3 separate regions of the Zea mays genome follow, and all the other regions are linked to region 1. The links are chromatin contacts, called in public Hi-C maps. All regions are on one chromosome and are shown on one strand. The core of a region is the stretch at or near the end of the contact, and the rest is flanking DNA. Distances in the headings are between cores, read along the strand shown. Region 1 holds the start of LOC103648309 (L-type lectin-domain containing receptor kinase SIT2). Region 2 holds the start of LOC103649505. Region 3 holds the start of LOC103648311 (Formin-like protein 18).

Region 1 (3,601 bases), core at 761-3,260:
CCTTGACGATCTGGAACCGCTGCGCCCACTCCAGCAGCGGCTTGCCGTCCTCGCCGTGCAGGTGCTTGTCGAGGCTGCCGTTGGGCATGTAGTCGTAGACCAGCAGCAGCTCGCCCTTCCTCCGGCAGTAGCCCAGCAGCTGCACGAGGTTGCGGTGGCGGAGGTGGCCGATGCTGACGACCTCGGAGATGAACTCCCTGAGCCCCTGCGTGGAGTCGTGGGACACCCGCTTCACGGCGACCTCCGTGCCGGACTTGGACAGCACCCCCTTGAACACCTTGCCGAACCCGCCGGCGCCGAGCAGGTGCTTGCTCTTGAACCCGTCCGTCGCGCGGAACAGCTCCCGGTACGCGAACCGGTGCGGGCCGAACTCGACCTCCCAGTCCTCTCGCAGCTCGGCGTACGTCAGGTGCCTCCGGACCAGCAGGACGACGGTGACGCAGGTGGCGAGGACCAAGACGAACGCCGCCACCGGCAGCGCGATCTCCAGCTCCCTGACCAGAGCCTCGCGGCGGCCGGCGGTGTCGTCGGGCAGCTTCGGGACCTTGCTGAAGTCGATGGGCGGAGCCGGGCCGTCCACCGCGAAGCTCCAGGCGAGCACGCAGTGCTGGGAAGGGATGGGCCCCGTCGCGGCGGAGAAGCCGACGTACGACGCTTGGGCAGCGAGCACGGCGGAGAGGTCGGTGACGTTGGAGAGCAGCGGCCGCGATGGCTTCACCCCTCTCGTGGCGATGGGAGCCAGCGTCACGTTGAGCTGCTTGGCCTCCCCGTCGTAGTCTATCCAGACCTGCATGGCGTCGCCGCTGCTGAGCGTCAAGTTCTTCCACGCACCTCCTCCTCCTCCTTCCGTGTCGTCGTCGTAGAAGGCAGCGGCGCGAGAGTGGACGGAGGAGAGGGTGTTGACGTCGACGCCGACGTGGTTGTTGTCGATGTCCTGGAACTCCACGTTCATCACCGTGTCGAGCTCCACGGCGAGCACGTGGTTGCTGGCGGCGGCGCCGGGGCCGTCGCTCGTGCTGTTGAGCAAGCCCAGGTACTGCGCGGACGACGCGCCCGAGAGGTCCTTCCCCGGGGAGACGACGAAGGCCATGCCGTCGCTGCTCCAGTAGGTGGAGGCGGAGATGATGGCGAAGACGAAGGTGGCGGAGAAGGACCGCACCGCCGCCGTGCCATTATTGGGCGAGGAGGAGGAGGAGGAGTCCCTGAACTGGACTGGAGTCGGGTGGAACGCGTGGCCTTTCAGGTTGGCCTGCTCGTCGTTCGTCAGCTTGAGGACGCCTTCCCGGGTGACCGTGGCCGTGCCGTCAAGGACGAGGCTGGCACCGGTCGCGCCGCCGAAGCCAGAGTAGACGAAGGAGTACTCGTTGCCGCCGCCGGCGTCACCGAGCGCCGGAAGGTTGTTGAGGCCGAGGCAGAGGAGGACGAAGAAGGCTACTACGAGGAAGGAGGGCATCGCTGATCCAGGAGCCAGGGTCTGTGGACTACGAGCGAGATCGAGATTGATACTCGGTTCTTTTAATGACTGTGGTGTGGTTTGCTAGTAGTCTGCCTTATTTACTCCGTTCTTCGTTGACGAATTACCTACAACAGCGACTGGCCGGCGGCTACAGCTACAGCAGCGGCAGGCAACTTGTAAGCGACGAGCAGACGACCAAAGACTAGCTAGCTAGCGGTGGACGCCGGCCGGCCGGAGTCGTCAGTGACCGGTCTCGTGCTGCACATGTGCGTGGCGGGCGTCATCTGAGTTTGATCTCCGGAGCATAACGTGGTGGTTACACAGGACAGGACAAGGCTTGTCCTTTTGTTCTTCTGCCCTGCTGCCGTGCTGGTTTTGGATGTTTTCGCCATTGCAATTGCATATCCCTAGAGCTTGACTGGCTCTCCGAGTTCAAGCTCTATTATTCCAAGTTGCCGGTACGAGCTAGAGTTATAAATACTCGCATTGGTAAGGTGGAATAAAAAAGGGTTTATAGAAAGAAAGAAAGAAGTGTGTCGGAAATGACAACGCTTGAATACATCCCGCCAAAATACGATAAATTGTATTGCATGAAATTTTTCGTGTCAGTCAACATATTATAGTTTGGAGGTACTTATAGTGATCTTGTCTTCGTAATTCATGTAAGAATATTTTCTTTGAACTAGTGGCTCCCTTCTCGATTTATTTTTTACCAAAACACGATAAATAAAAAAGAATGGCAATACCACAAATAAAAAAAACGGAAGGAGCACAGTAGCGTGATCTAGGGAGTATTCTTGCCTCGCGGTAGTTTTCACAAGACTAACCTAGACTATAGACGCGTAGCTACACAGAAATTTCATGACCTGTACCGCGAGTTGGTACGTACAATAAAATATACAAAGAAACTCTCTCTCTCGAAGCTCGATCGGACGTGCGTGACTGGTTGCGAGGTCCCTTTTGCGTCGACGTAGATACGCCTTTGTATATTTGGACCTGACAGCGACATGGCCTTCGTCTCTTTCTATCCTCCAGCTCTGCAGTGTAGGAGCCGCTATAGAGCTAGCAGATGTATACGCTAGCTGCCGCGATCTTCTGGAGATCGATGCCGTCGAGATGGCGTGCTTAGTTGCTTAATTGGCTCTCACGTAGTAATAAGGATTATTGAAGGTTGCCCCGTTGACGCCGCCGTCCTGCGTGCTGTCGGTTTCGTTTGGGACGAGCCATCCTGATGAGATTGAAAATGCTTTTTTTTCCATGACGGACTGCTACTTTTTTTTTTATTTTTTGGGTGGTTTATTTAGGTCAACCCACGGGTAAAAAACAACTCCTATGGTGGCATCTAATTTTTACAGACAGTTTTAGTTATCAAATTCCAGTACTATTTTGTCGGCGTTTCGGACCCGGGGGTCCTTAAGCCAACCAGTAAATTTGTCGTTGCGTGCCCCTGCCCAGATGGATTGGCTCGAGACGAAACACAAGGGGAAAACGCGGCTCGTATTATCTCGCACCAGGGGGTGTGCTCGTAGTAGGGGTTACAAGCGTTCGCGCGAGAGAGAAAGTGAGCCTGTTCGTTTGCTCGTCCCTCCGCGCGACCCTCCCGCAGGAAGGCCCTGAACCTCCCTTTTATAGATGCAAGGAGAGGGTCCAGGTGTACAATGGGTGGTGTAGCTATGTGTCGGGGACCATAATTAGGGGTACCCTCAAGACGCCTAATTCTCAGCTGGTAACCCCCATCAGCATAAAGCTGCAAAGGCCTGATGGGTACGATTAAGTCACGAGTGACTCGATCACGCTTCACCCAAGCCTAGCCTCGGCCAAGGGCAGCCGACCTCGAGAGACTTCCGTCTCGCCCGAGGCCCCCCTTTTTACGGCGGACGCATCACCGGCTCGCCCGAGGCCTTGGCTTCGCTCAGAAGCAACCCTGACTAAATCGCCACACCGACTGACCAAATTGCAGGAGCATTTAACGCAGAGGTGGCCTGACACCTTTATCCTGACACGCGCCCCCGGCAGAGCCGAAGTGACCGCCGTCACTCCACCGCTCCTCTGACCAGTCTGACAGAAGGACAGCGCCGCCTGCGCCACTCCGACTGCGGTGCCACTCGACAGAGTGAGTCTGACAGGCAGTCAGGCCTTGCCAAA
Region 2 (3,601 bases), core at 596-3,095, 250 kb after region 1:
TCGGTTAAGGGTGGATTAAAGGGCATTAGAGAGAATTAATCTCTTGCTAGTTAAATTTGAATAAGCCGAGATTTAATCTCCTAAATCCCTCTTCAATCCGAATGTCGTAACCGAACAGGACCTTAAGGGATTTTTTCAACACGTTATCACCAGTCTAGCGGCTTTTCAATGGGTTCCATGTCGTATATAGATAGAGATGCGTTTGGTTTAATTTATTCTCTGTTTCTACATTCAAAAAGCAAAAGTTAAACTCCGTTTGGCGCAGCTCCTTGTGACGAATAATGACTCCACTCGGCGATCTGATGCGTGCCTCCTCTCAGTCTCTCACTACTCCGGCCCGTTCAACCAACACCCTCACCATACAAAGTTACAAACCAAGCAACAAAGCCACAGCACCAGAGATATTTTCTAATGTTTATGTGAATTAATTAGTTTATAGTTAGACTAATAGATATATTCGAGACCTCTTACAGGCGATCGTTTGAACTCTTCCAAAACAATAACATATGCATATTGATCATGGTGGAGAATAATATATGTAAAAATAATAATATGCATGTGGCATCTTTAATGGTGAAGCATGCATTTCCATATTCATGAAATATATGACAGTCAACCACAAAAATCGTTGTAGTGCGGTTAATTTGCATATAAACAATCTTAGAGACAATACAAACAAATCTTATATAATCTATTGTTTCACAACAGGTTGAACAAAACAACTTCTAATTTTTTTTCAAAGTCATTAGATTTTTTATAATAGATAGCTCATAGGAGGTTTTGTTTTTTCGCAGTAGACCGCTGAACCAAGCACACTCTAGGCCAGTCGATCGACGTGCTCTTGAAAGCGAATTTCTTATGTGCACTTAGCTTTGGGCATATTTTCGAATAACACTATGCATCCTAATTTAGTTTGAGATATGTATGAGTGCATATTTTCATCTAACAACATTGTTTGTCTAGTTGTCAAAACTCATCAAAAGACATGTACTCCTCCATTATATTCCACAGCTAGACTAGACACTAGAGAACGTCTAACCATATGTTTTCAGTTGGACATGGATTATTATAGGGAGTGGCTCCTGGATAAAGACCTTCTCTAATAGCGAAAGTGTACGCGGCGTAAAAGAGCAACCCGAAGGTGATAGGAGTAAGCGCTGAAGCTATTGCCAGAGAGGTTCGGCTTGATATGGTAACAAAGACCAAGGACAATACCAACTTAAAGGGTGAAAAAGACCACTTATTCCGTGATAATTTATATTACAATTACGAGTAAATATCAAGGGCATGAATGTAATTTTGTTTGGGCTGTGTCCCGTGCCTATAAATATATGAACAGTAGTACCGTATTGTTCAGGCTGGATTGTAATCACTCCCACGTCATTCTCGCTCTTACACCTTTTGGCAAGCCGAAAGTACAATTATAATACAACTATTGGCAATGTTTATTCATGCTCAATAGAGATGATAATAATGATAAATCATTGGTATATGACAATTATTATCTTTATCCCTCCGTATACTTGTGTATTCTTTCATTTGTCTATTTACATTTATGCTTATATGATAAAAATGATGAAGGTATGACCTTTATAATATTCGTCTGAGGATCATTATATCCAAGGGAAAATAATGCTTCAAATGTGTTTAACCATTAATAATTATATTGCCTTATTCTTAATTTATACTCCCTCTGTTTCTTTTTATTTGTCGCTGAATATTGCAAAATTCAGCGACAAATAAAAAGAAACGGAGGAAGTAACATTTAACAACCTCGATCCCCCACCCACCAGACCACCACGGAACGCCCACCTCCCTTTGCTTGTTCCCGAATCCAGTTCCGCTCCTTGCTTTCCTCTCTACTCTGTGCAGTGCTGGCTTAGAGATGTCAATGGGGACCCGATACCCGCTAACCCGTGGGGAATTCCCCTATTAGGGTACGGGTATGAGACAAAAATTATCTCCATAGGTATGGATATGGGACAGAATCTCCACTCATTGGGTAAACGGGTATGAGTTTGGTAAGCAATAATCCGAACCCGATTACCCATGAATATTTCATACGTATACACATGTCCTATTTATATGAATGAGTTGAGGCCGAGTCGGCCATCAAGCCCAGCAGACTCCATTTCTTATATTGGTCCTGACGTACTGATTTTTTCTGATGGATAGATGAATGGATCATGGTTCATAGATGAGTGCTTGTCGATGTGGTGATATATGAAATCTGGATAGTTTGTGCTAGATGTTAGTACCCGATTATCCCTTAATTGGGGATGGGGACCCATTGGGGACTCGAAACCCGAATAGGGATAGGTATGAGATGAGTTTTGTACCCATGATAGATATGAGTATGAGTACGAGGATGGATCAAATATGATGGGGATGAGTTTGGTATGCTATAACCCGGTGGGGAATTCCCCATTGACATCTCTGCTGGGCTTGGATCTGTCTCCCAGTCCATACGGCGCCTCTGCACCAGCAAGCACAGTAGCGGCGAGGCGGGGCGCCGCCGTCTTCTACTCTACCTGGCCCGGCCGGCCGCCGTGCAGGCGCACCGATCCAATCCTCGGAGCTGGCGGAGTCTCCGGCCGCCCGGCGCCCGATGCTGCCCGCCACCCGAGGCAGCAAGCCACCGCAGAGGTCCGCCGCCAGATCCTGCTCCGCCTCCTTAGTCCTTATCAGGTGGTCCGCTTCTTCTCGCTGCGACGCGTAGCAATTATGCTGCGCCGTAGCTCCTGCAATCCCGATAAAAAACGAAACAGAAACCTAACTTCCACTCAAATTCTCGCTGTCCCTGTACTGCAGAAGTCATGGACCTGTCGTCGGACCCGAAGCGCAAGCCGCGCTGCCTCAGCAAGGTGGTCATGCTCGCGCTCCTCATGAGCTAAGTTGAGTTTATACTTTAGGCAGTTCATGAGCTAAGTTGAGTTTTAGCCTTACAATCAGTTTGCGTCAAACATTTTGTATAACAGTAAGCTAGAGAGTAGCTGCTATAGCAAGCAGCTACAACTACAAACAAGAGGGGCACAAGCAGCATTGCCGCCCATACCAATGAGCACAAAGCATCAACTTCTGCTGGTTACTAACAACTCCAATGTAAAGTTTCCTCCAGTCCGATAAAACAATACCAAGAAAAGTTTCAGTTACCAGTTACTATGTGTTATTTAATTTGCAGCAGCCAGCAACTAGACAAATGGTAGCGGAACTAATAAGCAAAAGAATCACCAAGTGTACATTGGGATTCAAAATGGATAGGACGAATTTCTCATCCAGTGAATCAGACAAACTTGTTAGTTTCTTCGTAATGAGAGAGAACAATCAGACGTTAAATACAGGCCCCAATGCACGGAGCCAACCGGCCCTGCCCACACCACACCACAGGCCGAAACGAGAGGCGGAGAGATGAATCTACCCGGAGAGGCTCAAGATCCGCCCCCAGCCCCACGACCATGACCCACCACCTGCAGAAGGCACCGCTGACAGCCACAGATCCACCGACGGCCAACGCCCCCGACCCAGGCACCAGCTACAAGCACAAGCAAGCCACGCCGCCGTCGCAGCGGGCCGACCGCGTGCGTGGGCGCCAACGCCGCTG
Region 3 (3,601 bases), core at 811-3,310, 140 kb after region 1:
GGACGGACATTAGGATGCCGGCCTCTTCTTCGTTCCATATAGCAGCTAGCTCCGGCAGAAGCCTTCGCTCCACGCAAAAGGAACAAAACAAGAGCAGAACACGAAGACATCACATGGTTCACATCAGCGGTGTTTCTTTCTCCTCCACCAGAGTCCAGAGAACGCTTGAGAATCCTTCCGCAGTAGGCACAGAAACCCGAGTTCCACCGCTTCTAGACTCTAAAAAGCACCTAGAAGCCCGGTCACCGGAGAAACTCGGCGCGGGACGCCGTCGACAGCTCCCTGCGCAGCTTGCACGAGAAGAGGCGGCACGCGTCCATGCTGAGGTCGACGGCGGCGGCGAGGGCGACGAAGGCCGCGGCGTCCTCGGCGCACCCGACGTGCGCGACGCCCACCTCCACGGTGGGCCTGCTGCAGCGGCCTTCCCCCTGGACCGCCGCCGACATCACGAAGCCGCCGAAGGGCCAGATGCCGTGGCCCATGTCGCCGCTGCTGCTGCACCAGAACGGCTGCGCCGCCGCCGTGAGGTCGATGGCGAAGCGCCCGCCGCGGGAGGCCGGGACGCTGGCCTCGGCGACGCAGACGCCGGCGCCCCCCGTGGCGTGGCCGGGCACCAGCTCGAAGCGGTAGCCGAGGGTGTCGCCGCGCCCGCGCCAGCACTCGAGGCGGCCCCACGGCGCCCAGGTCCCGTCCGCGGGGCGCAGGATGAGCCAGGCGCCCGGGCTGGACCGGCTCACGTGGTCCGTACCCGGGGACGCCACGAACGGCGTCACCATCGACGCCAGCGCCACCGGCGACCCCGACAGGTCGTGCACCGTCACCGACCACCCCTTGCGCTCCTTCCCCGCGCGCTCGCGCTCCGACCCCAGCTTCGCCAGCCAGTTGCGCGCGCCCGGATCAGACTGCACGGACCTAGATGGATGGATGGATGGATAGGATCATATCATATCGATGAAGAAATGGATGCATGCAGTGGGGATTGCTATACTGACTGACCGCGAGCGCAGGTCGCTGCTGCTGCGGCAGGAGAACCTGCACGTGAACATGGGCTGCTTCATGCTGCCCTTCACCTGGAGCACCTGCGGGCTGCACTCGGGCTCGCCGTCGAACTGGAACACGAACCTGGGGTCAGGCTCGGCGCGGACGGTGATGCTGAGCTGCGCGCGCGCGGAGGAGGAGGCCGCCGCCGCCGCCTTGCCGCGGCGGCTGCCGACGGCGACCCAGCCGCTGTGGAATACGACGGGCTTGGCCATGGCAGCCCTGAGGTCGAGCGGGAGGACGACCTTGCCGAGCAGCCTACCCGACGTGGCGCCGCCGCCGCCGCAGGACGCGCTCACGCCCCCGCCGCGGCCGGCGTACACGGCCACCTTGAGGCGCGCGGTGCGGCGGCGGCGCGCGGCGAGGAGCAGCGCCGCGGCCGGCCTGGCGGCGGCCCGGTCCAGGTCGGCCTTGGAGACGTGGAAGGCGGCGGCGAAGGCGGCCGTGCACGACGCCGGGCCGTCCTCCGTGGCCGGCAGCAGCGGCGCGGACGCCGTCTGGTAGGGCATCTTGTTGAGGCGGATGCGGCAGTGGCAGCGCGCCGCGGTCGGGTGCACGCCGGAGCCGGACGCGCGCGGGGTCGCCGGCGACGCCGATGCTGGCATCTTCAGCGCCAGGTTGCCGACCAGCACCCGCACGAACGGGCACGGGTCCATCGCCCGCGGCACGGCACGGCAGGCCTCCTCCTCGGTCCCGTCCGACGCGATGGCGAGGCAATGGCCAGAGAGGGAGAGGAAAGGCTGGCTGGCTGGCTGGTGGTGTGGTGCGTTTTCAGTTTCGCGATGGTGGGGACCAAGGGAAGGAGTGGTGACGAGGGATCATAGGCCACGGCCAGCCTGGATCCCGCACACGTGCCCACTTTCTCCGGTTCTTCTCCCTCATTTCACTTGACGGCGGCGACGGCAGCGAGGGAGTACTCTCTCAGCGACGGAAGCCGCAGTTCGTGGGCTCACGGTGCCGGTGAGCCTGCAGGGGAGGGGAGGTCGTGTCCTACACATACTAAAGCTGGAGTACGTGGCTAGACAAGCAGATCGATGCAACGAGAATCGAACTAACTTGGTAAGAGACAATCTTCCACTGATAAAATCACTAGATTAAAATACATGATTTGAACAGGATACATAATAATGTATTATTACCAAAAACATGAAGCACCACACATCACCGCAAAAAACCACAGATAAATCGTTCCATATGCCACCGCACATCAGATTATTGGCTTGTGAAATTAAAAAAAAAAACCCACTCGTAATCGGTACCGAAACAACCGCAACACTTTAGTCCCTCATATAATCTCTCCGCACCGCACCGGTTTAAGCTATATGAATTTAGCTTCCTTCGCCTTGACTTTGCTGTGGTGGCTCATGTGGCCGCCGAATGCTTGCGCCGAGAAGAACCTCGTGGAGCAGATCTTGCACACGTATTCATGTCGCCCTCCTCCTCTACCATTATTCTCCAGTGCGGTGCGCGGCGGCATTCTCTGCACCACCTGCTGCTGCGCAGGTCGCTCGAAGACCGGGCCGAGGTCGCCTACCTCATCGACGGTATTAAAGTGCGCATGGAGAACCGCGAGGGGGTTACCTTGGAGCAAGAGTGTGATGGGTGGTGGTGGATCCATAGACCTGATCCTCATGGAATCAGATAAGCTGAGGTAGTCGCTTACTGGCGTCGTCACGAAATTTGGCTCTGGAAACAACAGTGTGTTCTGATGGTTGCTGCTTGTTGATGAGCTGCTTGCCGAGAGCATGGAATGAAATGGGCCGGCGGCGGAGATGATTGGGTTCTCGCTAGTAGCGGCCGTAGTATGGTTATAGGCTAATGGCAGCGACGATGTCGGTTCAACCGCTTGGTATGGGTAGACGAAATTTGTAGGTTCTTGTGGTGTGTGGACAGTAGTACTACTAGGTTGGTTGTGCAGTGTTGAACCTACGAAGGGCGGCATTGCTACAGTGCCTCTCAGCGCTTCATGCAACGGAGAAACAAAGGGCTCGTTGTCTATTGATTCGATATCCTTGTAGGGATCCATGGCTCTCTTTGGGTTCTTAGTGTCAAACGGGAGGGTAGTAGTAGACCTACGCTAGTAGGATATAGTTCGATGGATCAGTACACTACATAACTATTTATTTATATAGAGGTTGTGGGAATACTGATGCTCAGTGTTTTATTATTATTAGTCGATATCTATCTCATATATATTATGGCCACTGTGAGATATGCAAAATTAATATGGTCCATTTATTTACTCAATCTTTAGAGATTCTATTTTGGCAAATGAGGACATTTCTCCTGAGTATTATATTGAAGTTGTGTTGGAACCATATCACAATGTGCAATCTTTTTATTAATTAATTCACATTATCTGGAAGATCGATCTTTCTCTAATTTTTTTTCAATTCTTTTATAGAATTCTAAACTAGAAGATACGAGTTCTAAAAAGGAAAATCTCCCACCTACCGCGCGTTGTTGGTTCCTAGGTTGTCCATGTAGCTAGCATAATAACACGTAACGTTTTTTGGCGTTTCACATGTTACGACTAATGGAGTCATTAGATTGCACCGATAAA

What was found. A called contact is a pair of places that touch in the nucleus more often than the background predicts.
Region 2: a Hi-C map of bundle sheath shows a contact between it and region 1, with 3 times the contacts expected there. The contact joins the promoter of LOC103649505 here to the promoter of LOC103648309 in region 1. A contact is called at or near these places in 2 of 25 Hi-C or Micro-C datasets (bundle sheath and leaf).
Region 3: a Hi-C map of leaf mesophyll shows a contact between it and region 1, with 2.7 times the contacts expected there. The contact joins the promoter of LOC103648311 here to the promoter of LOC103648309 in region 1. A contact is called at or near these places in 10 of 25 Hi-C or Micro-C datasets (bundle sheath, ear, leaf and 4 more) and 1 of 3 datasets of contacts at active chromatin or transcription factors (leaf).

What each region holds. Positions count from the first base shown.
Region 1 is chr2:241,644,841-241,648,441 of Zm-B73-REFERENCE-NAM-5.0, reverse strand. LOC103648309 (L-type lectin-domain containing receptor kinase SIT2) reads right to left here and starts at 2,010. Exons shown (of 1, transcript XM_008672802.2): 1 at 1-2,010. The coding sequence starts at 1,453.
Region 2 is chr2:241,390,349-241,393,949 of Zm-B73-REFERENCE-NAM-5.0, reverse strand. It overlaps LOC103649505, which reads left to right and starts at 1,845. Exons shown (of 5, transcript XR_004856553.1): 1 at 1,845-2,688; 2 at 2,812-2,894. It also overlaps the pseudogene LOC103648313.
Region 3 is chr2:241,504,633-241,508,233 of Zm-B73-REFERENCE-NAM-5.0, reverse strand. LOC103648311 (Formin-like protein 18) reads right to left here and starts at 2,060. Exons shown (of 2, transcript XM_008672804.4): 1 at 997-2,060; 2 at 1-912. The coding sequence starts at 1,694. The coding sequence ends at 243.